3 separate regions of the Mus musculus genome follow, and regions 1 and 2 are each linked to region 3. A link is a contact called in public Hi-C and HiChIP or PLAC-seq data. All regions are on one chromosome and are shown on one strand. The core of a region is the stretch at or near the end of the contact, and the rest is flanking DNA. Distances in the headings are between cores, read along the strand shown. Region 1 overlaps Gask1b (golgi associated kinase 1B). Region 2 overlaps Gm36569 (a long non-coding RNA gene). Region 3 has its middle 170 kb from the start of Gm36569.

Evidence for each region. Hi-C and Micro-C count contacts between places; a contact is called where the count stands out from the background. HiChIP or PLAC-seq counts read pairs in DNA pulled down with a chosen protein or histone mark.
Region 1: an H3K27ac HiChIP or PLAC-seq map of trophoblast stem cells shows a contact between it and region 3, with 7 times the contacts expected there. The contact joins two enhancer-like sites. A contact is called at or near these places in 1 of 15 datasets of contacts at CTCF or cohesin (the NIH/3T3 cell line), 9 of 484 Hi-C or Micro-C datasets (the 3T3-L1 cell line, the G1E-ER4 cell line, the HPC-7 cell line and 5 more) and 4 of 115 datasets of contacts at active chromatin or transcription factors (the HPC-7 cell line, extraembryonic endoderm stem cells, heart atrium and 1 more).
Region 2: a contact with region 3 is called in a Hi-C map of bone marrow-derived macrophages, with 33 read pairs. The contact joins two enhancer-like sites. A contact is called at or near these places in 6 of 39 promoter capture datasets (embryonic stem cells, frontonasal cranial neural crest and neural stem cells), 8 of 15 datasets of contacts at CTCF or cohesin (the NIH/3T3 cell line, embryonic stem cells, hippocampal excitatory neurons and 2 more), 157 of 484 Hi-C or Micro-C datasets (3T3-L1-derived adipocytes, 8-cell embryo, the AML12 cell line and 78 more), 19 of 115 datasets of contacts at active chromatin or transcription factors (the HPC-7 cell line, SST interneurons, VIP interneurons and 12 more) and 1 of 9 other capture datasets (adipose tissue).

Annotation. Positions count from the first base shown.
Region 1 is chr3:79,905,328-79,908,767 of GRCm38.p6, reverse strand. It overlaps Gask1b (golgi associated kinase 1B), which reads right to left. Exons shown (of 4, transcript NM_133187.3): 2 at 1-179. Among named protein-coding and RNA genes, the nearest start is that of Gm36569, 20 kb to the right of the region's middle. Within about 2 kb of position 1,262, at least 56 of the 459 cell types and tissues checked have an H3K27ac peak or open chromatin away from gene starts, as enhancers often do. A contact at or near this core is called in the G1E-ER4 cell line, the HPC-7 cell line, heart atrium and 1 more, where this site is marked.
Region 2 is chr3:79,863,467-79,866,910 of GRCm38.p6, reverse strand. The region is part of intron 1 of Gm36569 (a long non-coding RNA gene); the gene reads left to right. Among named protein-coding and RNA genes, the nearest start is that of Gm40073, 12 kb to the right of the region's middle. Within about 2 kb of position 1,945, at least 23 of the 459 cell types and tissues checked have an H3K27ac peak or open chromatin away from gene starts, as enhancers often do. A contact at or near this core is called in adipose tissue and bone marrow-derived macrophages, where this site is marked.
Region 3 is chr3:80,051,370-80,055,085 of GRCm38.p6, reverse strand. No RefSeq gene overlaps it. Among named protein-coding and RNA genes, the nearest start is that of Gm36569, 170 kb to the right of the region's middle. Within about 2 kb of position 2,010, at least 48 of the 459 cell types and tissues checked have an H3K27ac peak or open chromatin away from gene starts, as enhancers often do. A contact at or near this core is called in the G1E-ER4 cell line, the HPC-7 cell line, adipose tissue and 3 more, where this site is marked.

The sequences.
Region 1 (3,440 bases), core at 13-2,512, 150 kb after region 3:
CTCGTGGTGATGGATTTCAGTGCAGTCCCACTCAGGTCTGGGAACCCGGCCATTCAGCCAGCACTTCTGTTTTAGCAACCGCTGATAAGTTCCCCAGGTGATCTTAACAGAGGAATGGCTATCATTGCTTGCAGATGCTAGAGATGAGTCCCAGAGAATGATAGGGCGAGGTCGGCCATCTACAGAATCAGAAAGCAAATAGTTCACTCAGCATGCTGCTGCATTGAATAGCAAATGTCCTTGGGCAGATCACTCACTAATTCACGTCCTCTCTCACCTGTCGGGCGTGGGACATTTTGTAACCAAATTCCAAGGTCCCTGTGTCTTCACAAGTTTTAAGACTTTTATATAAATGACACTCCTGGTCAGTTATAAGTCTTATGAAGTGGAAAGTTACTGTAGACAGTAAAAGAAAATTTAACAAGATTTATGGATGTGGCAAGAACAGGCTCCTAACTACTACTCAAGCATCCTCTGGTTTAGTGTGGTTTTACTCCACATCTAAAAAAGCAGCCGCCACAAGAAAGGAAAGAATCCAGACATTTATAATTGTCTATTCAAGGTCTGAGCAGAGCGGTCTCTGTTTGTAATAACAGCTGTCTGATTTTCTGAGGCTACATCAGCATGCCAGGGGTGGGGAGAATTTTTAGAAGTCCCAGATTCAAAAGAGAAAATGGATGCTTCGCATCAATTTCTGGAGTCACCAAAGAAGGAAAGCAGGAAAAAGACTGCTTTGGTTTCTGTTTTTCTCTTCTGATAGAAGAGTGTGAGCACAGCAGTGCTCTTGGGAAGGTGGTCACACATTCACACATAGCCTCACAAGGTGTCTTTAAGCAAATGTCACTTCTTCAACTGCATGTGCATAGATGATATTTTTTTTAAATGTCACTAAAGTTGTTTAAATCTCAGTCACTGGATAGAAACGCCATTTCACTGCTCAGCTGAATAAAGTATAATACATCCCTGTGGAATCCTCATCAACAGGAAAGACCTCGATGGAGTCTATTGAACAACAGTTCAGGCTTAAAACCAGAACTGTCATTTGCAAGCCCCCATTTCATCCAAGCAAAGTCCCAGAGATGGTTATGGCCAGGGTTACTTATGATTCAAAAGTCAGCACAGTGCTCTTGAAGAAAACAACTCAATTACAAGCATCTAGGAAGGCAGCCCCCTTAACTCATTCTGAACAAGCCTGAACAGAAGAGCCCTCAGGAATTCTGATGGGAGTGTCCAGACATGCCAGGAATTTCGGAAAGCCCTTTGAAACAGCCTGGGATGTTTGAAATCTACAACTTTCCTCACCTAGCTAGAAACTCAACCCCCCTTGCTTGAATCTTGTAGTGCTCTTATCTGCAGGAAACAGCTGCTGGACCCATTCGGAAGTTGGTGGCACACCAACGGTTTAAACACATTAATTCAACCATTCTAATTGCCCCCCACTCCAGCCTGTCTCGAAGGAAACTCCTCCGACGTCTCATTGATAGTGTCGGGTAGAGCATTTGGAAGGTCTTTGCTTTATACACAGTAGGTACATCACAGTCAATGACACACAGTTAAGAGAAAGAAAGACCCGCAAGCTGACCCAAAAGATCATCAGTTACTGTTTCTTTCCTCCTCCTCCTCATTTCTTTACTAAGTGGTTGAGGCTCCTGAGACCTAATTCAATTCTAAAACAGAAGAGCTAGACAATCTTGTATATCCCAAATACTGTGCTGATTTTAAAAAGGAGAAAGAGAAAGAATAAACTTGTGTACGATCTGTCTATCATATGAGGAAGATGAGCTGGGCCAGTGTGGTCAAATATGAATAGAAAATATCATGCAACTTTCTGAGACAAGCACATGGGACAACTGAACTGTGAGAGGCTGTGAGCCAGTATCCTGGACACGGCCACTCACCAACAGCACTTCTCATCTCAGAGCGAGGAAGTGTTCAAAGGTAACTAAAGCCTGATACTGCATGTCCACAGGACAGTCACTACAAGAACAGGCAGGAAGCTGTTTCCTGTACAACCCAATGGCCAGGAGGAGCAAGAAGTGATCTACAGAAGTCAGAGAAATCTTCTTGCTTCTCTCCACATATTTAAGAGCATCCATGCCTTACTATAAAATTAAATAAAAAGAAGTCTCCTCATTTTAGGCAATGAAGAACACTCTGCATGAGAACATATGAGAAGAAAAACCCAATTGTCTGCTGTCCACGGCAAATGGTTGTTTTGTTTTCTCAGGTTTTCCTGCCCTCTTCACTCTCACTTGAATAAATAAATAGCTTCAAATTTTTAGGAAGAGAACATGGTTAACTCATGACTGAGACTTAGACTATGGGACCCAACAGACCTCTTGCTCTCTAATCTGACTTCCTTGTCTAGTGACATTAAACAAGTGACAAGTCCTGCCTGCCTCTTCCTCCTCCATGTCACAGGGCTGATCATGTATCTTCATAAACAGACTCCACGATTATTAAATAGGACTGTGTATAAAGAAAAATTTCTTTCTCAAACTTTTATCACCTCTACCTGGTGCAAACATTCAGACTTCCCTTCCTCAAGGTTTTTGAGCATATTTAACATATAATTGTTACCTGTAGCCACCCCACTGTTGTAAGACCAGCATGTTAGATAGGTTTACCCTCATTTGTACATTATACGGTGTATGCCTGTAACTAATAGGTAAAATTTTTATGTTGCCGTATAAAAATGCAAGAAAAAAATAAAGCAAATAAATAAAACCCCTCATCCTAGTGTTTAGCATAAATGCATAATTAAGGATGATTTTTATAGCAGCTGTTTCTACACATGCACCTCCAACAGTCTTATAAAACATAAGCCTTTACCCAACCATTGTTGCTTACTGAGCAACTGCTATATGCCAGGTAGTGTTTTGGAGCCTAAAGCTAAATTGTAAACAAGTAGGTGCCAACTTTTTGCTCTCAGGAAGCATAAAGTTTTCACAGGATAAAGAAGCAAAAATTACACAAAGGAAAAAATAGAAGTTTGTGGATTCTCATAATTGTATCATTAAATATTATAGTATGGATGTTTATTCTACAGTTAAATATTTGAGTAGCACTGATGTAATTATGCAGTAAATCTGCAGTAATGTAGCCCAGTGGTCTGCATACTATGCAAATAGCAGTGAGTAAACATTTGGGCCTGTGCCATCATGTGGTCACCACCACAGCCATTCAGCTATATGCTTGGCTCAGTGGCACAGTGGCACACTGTAAAGGGACAACTGGTCATGCCTAAGTCAACAGAGCTTTTTTCTTGTAAATACTAAAGTCTGATTCCATATGATTTTCAATTGTCATAGGAATATTGTCAACCTTTTTATTATTTTTCAGCCATGTAAAATTGCAGACATCAGTTTATGAAAGCAAAATAGGTACTGGGCCATCTTTGCCACAAGCTGTATGCCCACGAATTTATCAATCTCTTCTAT
Region 2 (3,444 bases), core at 696-3,195, 190 kb after region 3:
TACGATATGGGGATGAGGAGTCTCCCCACAGATCCACCCTACAAAACACTGGGATATAAACACTCTTTCAGGTTGACTAGCCAAGGAAGAGGGAGTCCTAAGCCACGGATGAGACAGCACCCGTCCGTCCTGGGAGACTCTGGAGTGGAGGCCGTGCTTTGATAGGAGCTTCATGCTCTCAGCACCTGAGCAGAAGGCACTGCTGTTAGTGAGCTGTGGGGACAATGGCAGCACCTGCAGGTCAGAATAAATGATGCAGCACTAGATGCTGATTGGTTTGTTTGAGACAATGTAGAACTGACTCATAGGAAGGCTTACCGAGGACCAGGCTCTAAACTGAGGCCCATCTTCATGAACGATTCAGTTCGACCTCTTTAGCATATAGGATGAATATATGCATATGATACAGAATATTTCAGTTGACCTCTTTAGCATATAGAATGAATATATATATATGATATAGAATATACCTATATAACAGCCATAATGAGAAAAGCCCCCTCAAGTCACCAGAGAAGGGGTCCTGAATCCCTGAAACTGGCAAGAAGCAATGAGCTAAAAGATGAGACGAAGCCAGGTCACCATCGGGGCTGGAATGGGGCCAGTAAGCAGACCAGTGAAGCAGAAAGGGCAGCAGTGAGGCGGTAAGGATGGGAGTCAGGGTCCTGGTGAGTGGTTTATCTTGCAGTATCTTTCTGTTAGTGATATTTTAAAGTGAGTAAGCAAAATAACTTCTTTTTAAAATTATGTTTGTTTAGTTTGCAATCATGGTCCTATCAAAGGGGAAGAGGGAAGATGAGGAGAGAGAGAGAATCCCAGACATTGTGAATCACGTCCATAATCTCAGCACTGACAACTGTTGTGATTTTTAAAGTCAGCCTAGGCTAAACAGTGGGTTCTAGGACAGCTAGACTGTCTCAAAATGCTACCCATCACCACCTCACTCCATCCCCACCAAATCTCTCTCCTGTATCCTAACCGTATCTATCCAGTCTCAAGACTTTCCAATAGCACAGCCTAGGAAAGTCAGGTCAATACTATCAATGCCGTCATCTCCACATACCACCAAGTTTGGAAATGTCATTTCTGTCAAAATATGTCCAGGCTTCCTAACACTGAATACTGCTATGACAAAGTCAGACTATAGAGCCCATTTTTTTTTTGACTCACTAGTATTCAAAGTTATCAGTCTTACCTGTAGAGCCCTTGATGGAGTTGTGTTTCCCATTTTCTTCATCCTGGGCTCATTTCCAAGTGACTGGGAGTTCATGTTGTACTTTTTGTAATTCAGACAGAATAAACTGCTCTCCCTCTCCCTGGCTCCTAGTTATCTATACTGCCTATGCCATCCTTGCCCAGCTCCATGGCCTTCCCCAGGCCTAGCCTTGCTTTCTCCCCTATTCTTGTTTTGACAAACCTGTTCCTTGCCCTAGAAGAACCATGCTTGCATGCCTGATGGGGATCATCATTTAAAAAAAAAATAAACCAGCATTGGAGTATGGCTTTCAGTGGCAGGGATGTGAAGACCAGGAGTTAAAGGCCACCTGGAACTACATAAGAAGACTCTAACTAAAAAATAATAATAATATTACAAACAAATAAAAGCAGACTGTAAAGGAGTCGATAATGAAAGCTAGAAAACAACTTTGTGCCAAGAAAATAATTCAGACTCACATAAGAGCTTGTCCCAGGGAGGTCACCATAAAATTGATAAAGCTAAGACACATGGTGACTGACATAGCTTAAAAGTCAAGGTAGGAGGAGAGGAGGTCAAGGGTAGAGAGCTTAGTCTGAACAATGACTTCAACGTGCACAGGGTATTTCAAAAAACTAGTATTGTGCCAAGCTCGATTCCAAAGCACAATTCCCTCCCTCCCCCAGTAGCACGACACGCCAAGTCCACAGATGAGGAACTGAACGCACAGTTCCTGTTAACGACTTGGGCAACGTTCCTTGCTGTGGTCATTAACTAGGAGGGCACTTACACAGAAGTGGGGAGGTTTAGGAGCAGTGTTCAGAGCTTAGCTTTAGACATTTTAAAGTCTGGAGACTAGTCATTACCCACCATGCCAGGCCCACCCCTCCTGCTAGCCAGTATCTGTCCAGAGAAATGCCATGCAGGGCTTTTACCAATCTGGCACTTGGGCCTCTGTAAATTAGTTCTCCACCAGAGCTAGGATCCAAAGGAAAAATGGCCATTTGCCAAGTCTATTCTGATTTCTGTAGTGTAAATATCTATACTATTTCCCATTTCAAAGCACTGATTGATTTTGATCAATGAGGGGATTGCTGCGTGTTCTCCATCCATGCTGGGCTGTACCACTCGCTGACTCGGGCATTTAGAATAACTTAAAAGTCCCAGCAAATATCCAGCTATGAAAATTCAAGGCTGCCAAGTGGGAAGGAGAATTTATGGTTGTTGCTGTGCCCAAAGTAGTTATGAAAATAATTTAGACTTGGACTGGAGATTGCATTATAGATTATAAAGAATAAACAGATTAAATTCAAGGATGTGGACCAACAGGGGCTGGGGTAGCAGCTGATTCTCAGCTCTGACAGAGGGTGGAGGTGCAGACAACTGTGTCATAAATCTCAAGATTTCAAAGACAGACTAATCCATCAGAAGAAGCCCCGGAAGTAGGTGGAAGAAGAAATGCAGGCATGATCAAAAGAGGTGTCAGAGGTCTCCAGTGGGAGGCAACATCCGTGTCCTTGTGTCCTGCATTTTTTCAAGTAAATCCTCTAAGCCACCAACTGCAGAACTCTAGTGGGCAATTAAAATAACTCTCTCAAACAAAAAGTCCAGTGGCCAGATGTGGAATATCCCATCTTCCAGATGATCAGGAGGGTTCCAGACATACGAAAAACCAAAAAGCAAGAAACAAACAAAAATAATAACAAAAGCAGGCTATTGCCATTGTTCTTAGTAGCCCACAAGAACTTGGTGGTAAGTCTCTATTGCTGGAGACTTCACACACTTTCGTCACAGCTTGTGGTGAAACAAATTGGTACTGACCTGGAGGCTTATGATTGACTAGAGTTTTCAGTGCTGAAAGATGCGATGCAGGCTGCTGAGGGAGAAAAGTCACCAACAATTTTGCACTGCTGTGAACCCTGAGAGCTACAGTAACAACCAGCCTGGCAAGAGATGCTTACTGGAGTGATAGTGCCATGAATAGTATTGGGATAACCAGACACTTTCTGATCAGACTAAGGCCTGTCCCAGAGGAATGAATGAAAATCTCTACTGCAAAACTTGCCAAAACCCCATCACTGGGGAGGTTATAGAGAGAACCTGTTACTATTATTCTGCTAAATAGGCAGAATATCAGATGATCTTATAAATCCTTAGCCTTGTGCCCTTAGATTAAAACAGCTCTCAGCCTCATCAGAGAGTCTCTTTTTGCAATGGGCATCAATTAACAGAGAGACTCAAAACTGGAG
Region 3 (3,716 bases), core at 761-3,260:
GGAGGAATGACACATACCTTTAATACAGATTTTGAGGCACGCCTTTATTCTGGAACATACCTTCTGCTGGAAGCCTATATGAGGACATTAGAAGAAGGAAGGTTTCATCTGTTCTTCATCTGCTTGCCTTCACTTTGCCAGACATCCATTCTTTCACTGGCATTGGAGCCTACTTCTTTGGGATTCCAGCTTATACAGAAGGCCAGCTGAGACACCCAACCTCATGGGACCAAACAATTGCTAGATTCTTGGACTTTCTATTCACAGTGGGTCATTGTTGAATTAGTTAGACTGAAGCCAGAAAGTCATTCCAATAGATTCCCTTTACACACACACATACACAGAGAGAGGGAGGGAGGGAGGGAGGGAGGGAGGGAGGGAGGGAGGGAGGGAGGGAGGGAGGGAGAGTGAGAGCCATAATTTCTGTGACTCTAACAAACCCTAACTAAGACACTGAGAATCATGTTAGGTGATTCTAGGAAAGACAACATATTTTTTGGTCTGGATCATAAGTTGTCAGGAAGCAGGGCTGCCCCTCTGCTTATCTTGATGAAAGTCCACAGGTACAAAGACCAAGGCACTTCTGTTTACCAGGAGAGGAGAATGCTTGATATTTTATTTATATTTTATCCATGTTCAAACATGAATGCAATTGGGCTGTTTCTGTCTTGATTTCATTTGGTCATGGGCTGGTCATGTATTGATAGTCTGTGAAACCATTCATAATAGTAAGAAAAACACAAGGCATAGCATTAAGTGACAAGTCAGCTCATGTTAGCAGTCTAGTTGATGGGACCAGCCAGGCCCCTGGTACAGGTGCTTTTGTATGTCTCAGTGTTTCACTTAGGTTGAAATGCAAATAAGGTGACCCAGGAACATGAATGCATGATGCTTGTGAGGTCAGTATCTCTGAGAGAGAGATGGTCAGAAGAAAGCATAATCTGCAGTTGGGCTGGGACTTACCACCTGTTCTGTTTGTACAAAAGGAGTTACTGGATAATGGGAGCATTGCCATTCAGGACAGAGCACATCACCTGCTTCAACACAGGCTGTAACCAGATAGTCCTTGACCCTCATCTAGGTTCCAGATAATAGCATCCAGGCAAGACCTCCTCCTGTTTGTTTGTTAAGGAAAGCTACAAAGAAGCTGCACCTTACAAAACTGATAAACTGATTAGAACTTCATTGATTATGGACAGGATAGAATGTTGCAAGTTAAAGACCTTACAATTTACCCCGGGTCATCTATCTTCAGCCCCAATGATAGCCACTCCTTGTCTACTTCTATATCTGACTTTACATTCTTGTGACTATCAGGTGAAACCTTTTGGAATGCACTAACAATCCTCAAGCAATTCAAAAGCTAAGGATATCTGCAGATAGTATCTGAGGCCTAAGCCGAGATCCCTAATCAATGACATCTTGATTTATAACTTTATTATGCTACCATACAAATGTCATAAAACCAGTGCCACACTGGAATGTGTAATATGCAGTGATCTAAATCTATGTTCCAAGGTCATGGTCACTCTACTTGGCACCAAAAGCAAGAGCCTCTTACCCTTTTGAAATAAAAGATTTGTTTCTTGAGTCAACAGCTTACGAAGTCATATGAAAATGATTTCTAAGCTTCATTATTGCTTTGTGAATTTCTCTAATAGTATGTAGAATAACAGACAGCATTTGCTGCAGTTGGATCTTCCTGTGGTAAAGAGCAAAGACTGGTGTCTTTTATTTTTGCCTTAAATTCTGGCTCTTTATCTGGTCATTTATATGCTAGAAACAATAGGGTTCCTGGTTTTCACTAGAATCAATGCTGAATCTTGCACCAGTGTGAAAACACTAAGACTCTTTCTCAGAAACTTCTGAAAATCATGCTACCCTTCGGAAGTTATGGGCAATCTTTTGTAGCTTAGAGAATGTAGCTGTGAGAAGAGGAGAGGACTCAAGGCCAGCTGCTGGGGAGAGCGGAGGGGGAGGGGACGGGAGATAGGAGGAAGGCTAATCAGGGCCTTCTGAGCTGCAGTTAGATAGCAGCAACCCCTGGGGATGTGACTCAGCCTCAGCAGTAGATAGCATGCTGACCACATGAACACAAGGACAGTATTCCATCCTAGACAAGTAACTTCCTCCCCCAGGGGAAAAAAAAGGAAAGAAAGAATAAAAAGTTCTAGTGTGGCATGTATCTATGCATAACACTCATTAACATATGGTTGACTTTTCCAAGCTAGAAATGAGATTTTGAATGTTATCATCATATAGAAATGGTAAATATTTGGAAAGATGTGTGTAACCTGACTTAAACATGCAATGTATACTTAAATTGAAGTATCAAAGTATACTACAGTAATACATATAGTTTCTATCTTTTTATGTGTTCATTAAAAACTAACTCTTAAATTTTTAAGAAAGTAAAATAATGGGGAAGAGACATGAGAGTGGCTTTAAAAGTCCCTGTGGGATTATAGAGAACAAACAATCAGGCGTCTGGGATGTTCACCAAACCTCAAGAAGGAAACTTTCTAAGGAGAACAAACCAAAAAGCAAAACAAAACAAACAAAAAACCATGCTGCTGAAATTTAATTTACTCATCATAGAGTTACCAGAATTTCTCAGGAAATTTACAAATTGGTTCTTAAGTCTATACAGAAATAACAAAATGTTATTTTGTTATTCATCGACATCTGGAAAAATCTTAAATAGAATAATACATAGTATTAGAATAACCATAAGAAAATAGTCACACACACAAAAAAAAAAACCCACAGGAAACATTAGCAAAGCTGCAAGTGTTTTCTATAACTGGGAAGCAAACACAGTGTTCAGTGTACAGCGTTGAACTTCTGAGGAAGCAAGCATTCTGAAACACTGCCAGGATGCCAAGGTTGGTGCTGGCTGAATGACGCTGGAGAATTGGACAGCATGAGATAGCATAGCAACGTGACCCTCACTTGCCTCTAGAATCCTCTAGTAGTCAATGTACTTGTGCTGAATTGATGCCAGTGTCACACCCATGAATGTCGTGATCTGTGGCATTCTTAAATAGAATAGCCAAGCCTCAAACATGTAATCACAGTAACACATGTGTGCACAGAGGGAGAGAGAGAGAGAGAGAGAGAGAGAGAGAGAGAGAGAGAGAGAGAGAGAGAGAGAGAGAGAACTCTTTGCAAAATTAATTACAGCCTGCCTTAGACTCTGATGGGGTGAAAGTCAAATGAAGATATGCCAAGAAAGGAGGGGGGTGGCACACTGGTTATATACTTGGATTGAAGATCTGTGTCACTTCTAACAACAGTTGCCATGATGTTAAAAGATAAATTGACCCAGAAGGATAATAGGTAGGACAAGAAAGATGAAAGGTAGGAGAGAACTTTGAGTAAGAAGAGAACACATCGTAGAACCACAGCCCTGGGTATCTGTGGTCCAGTAGTAGGATAAGATTCAGGAAGTTTCCTGGACAGGAATGAGGATGCACTGTAATCCAGCACTCAGGAGGCTAAGACAGAGGGCCAGGAGACTGAAGTGGGCCATATCGTGGATCTTCATTTAAAATATAAGAGGGAAGAGGGTTCACTCATAATAATCTTTAAAATGTAATAGCATCACATTTCATCTTTATAATCGTAAGAGTGGTTATATTTTGTAAAAACCTCATAACTTTCCATGGTAACTTTTTACTCTTGTTTGAATCCTAAACATAATATTTTGTTATGAA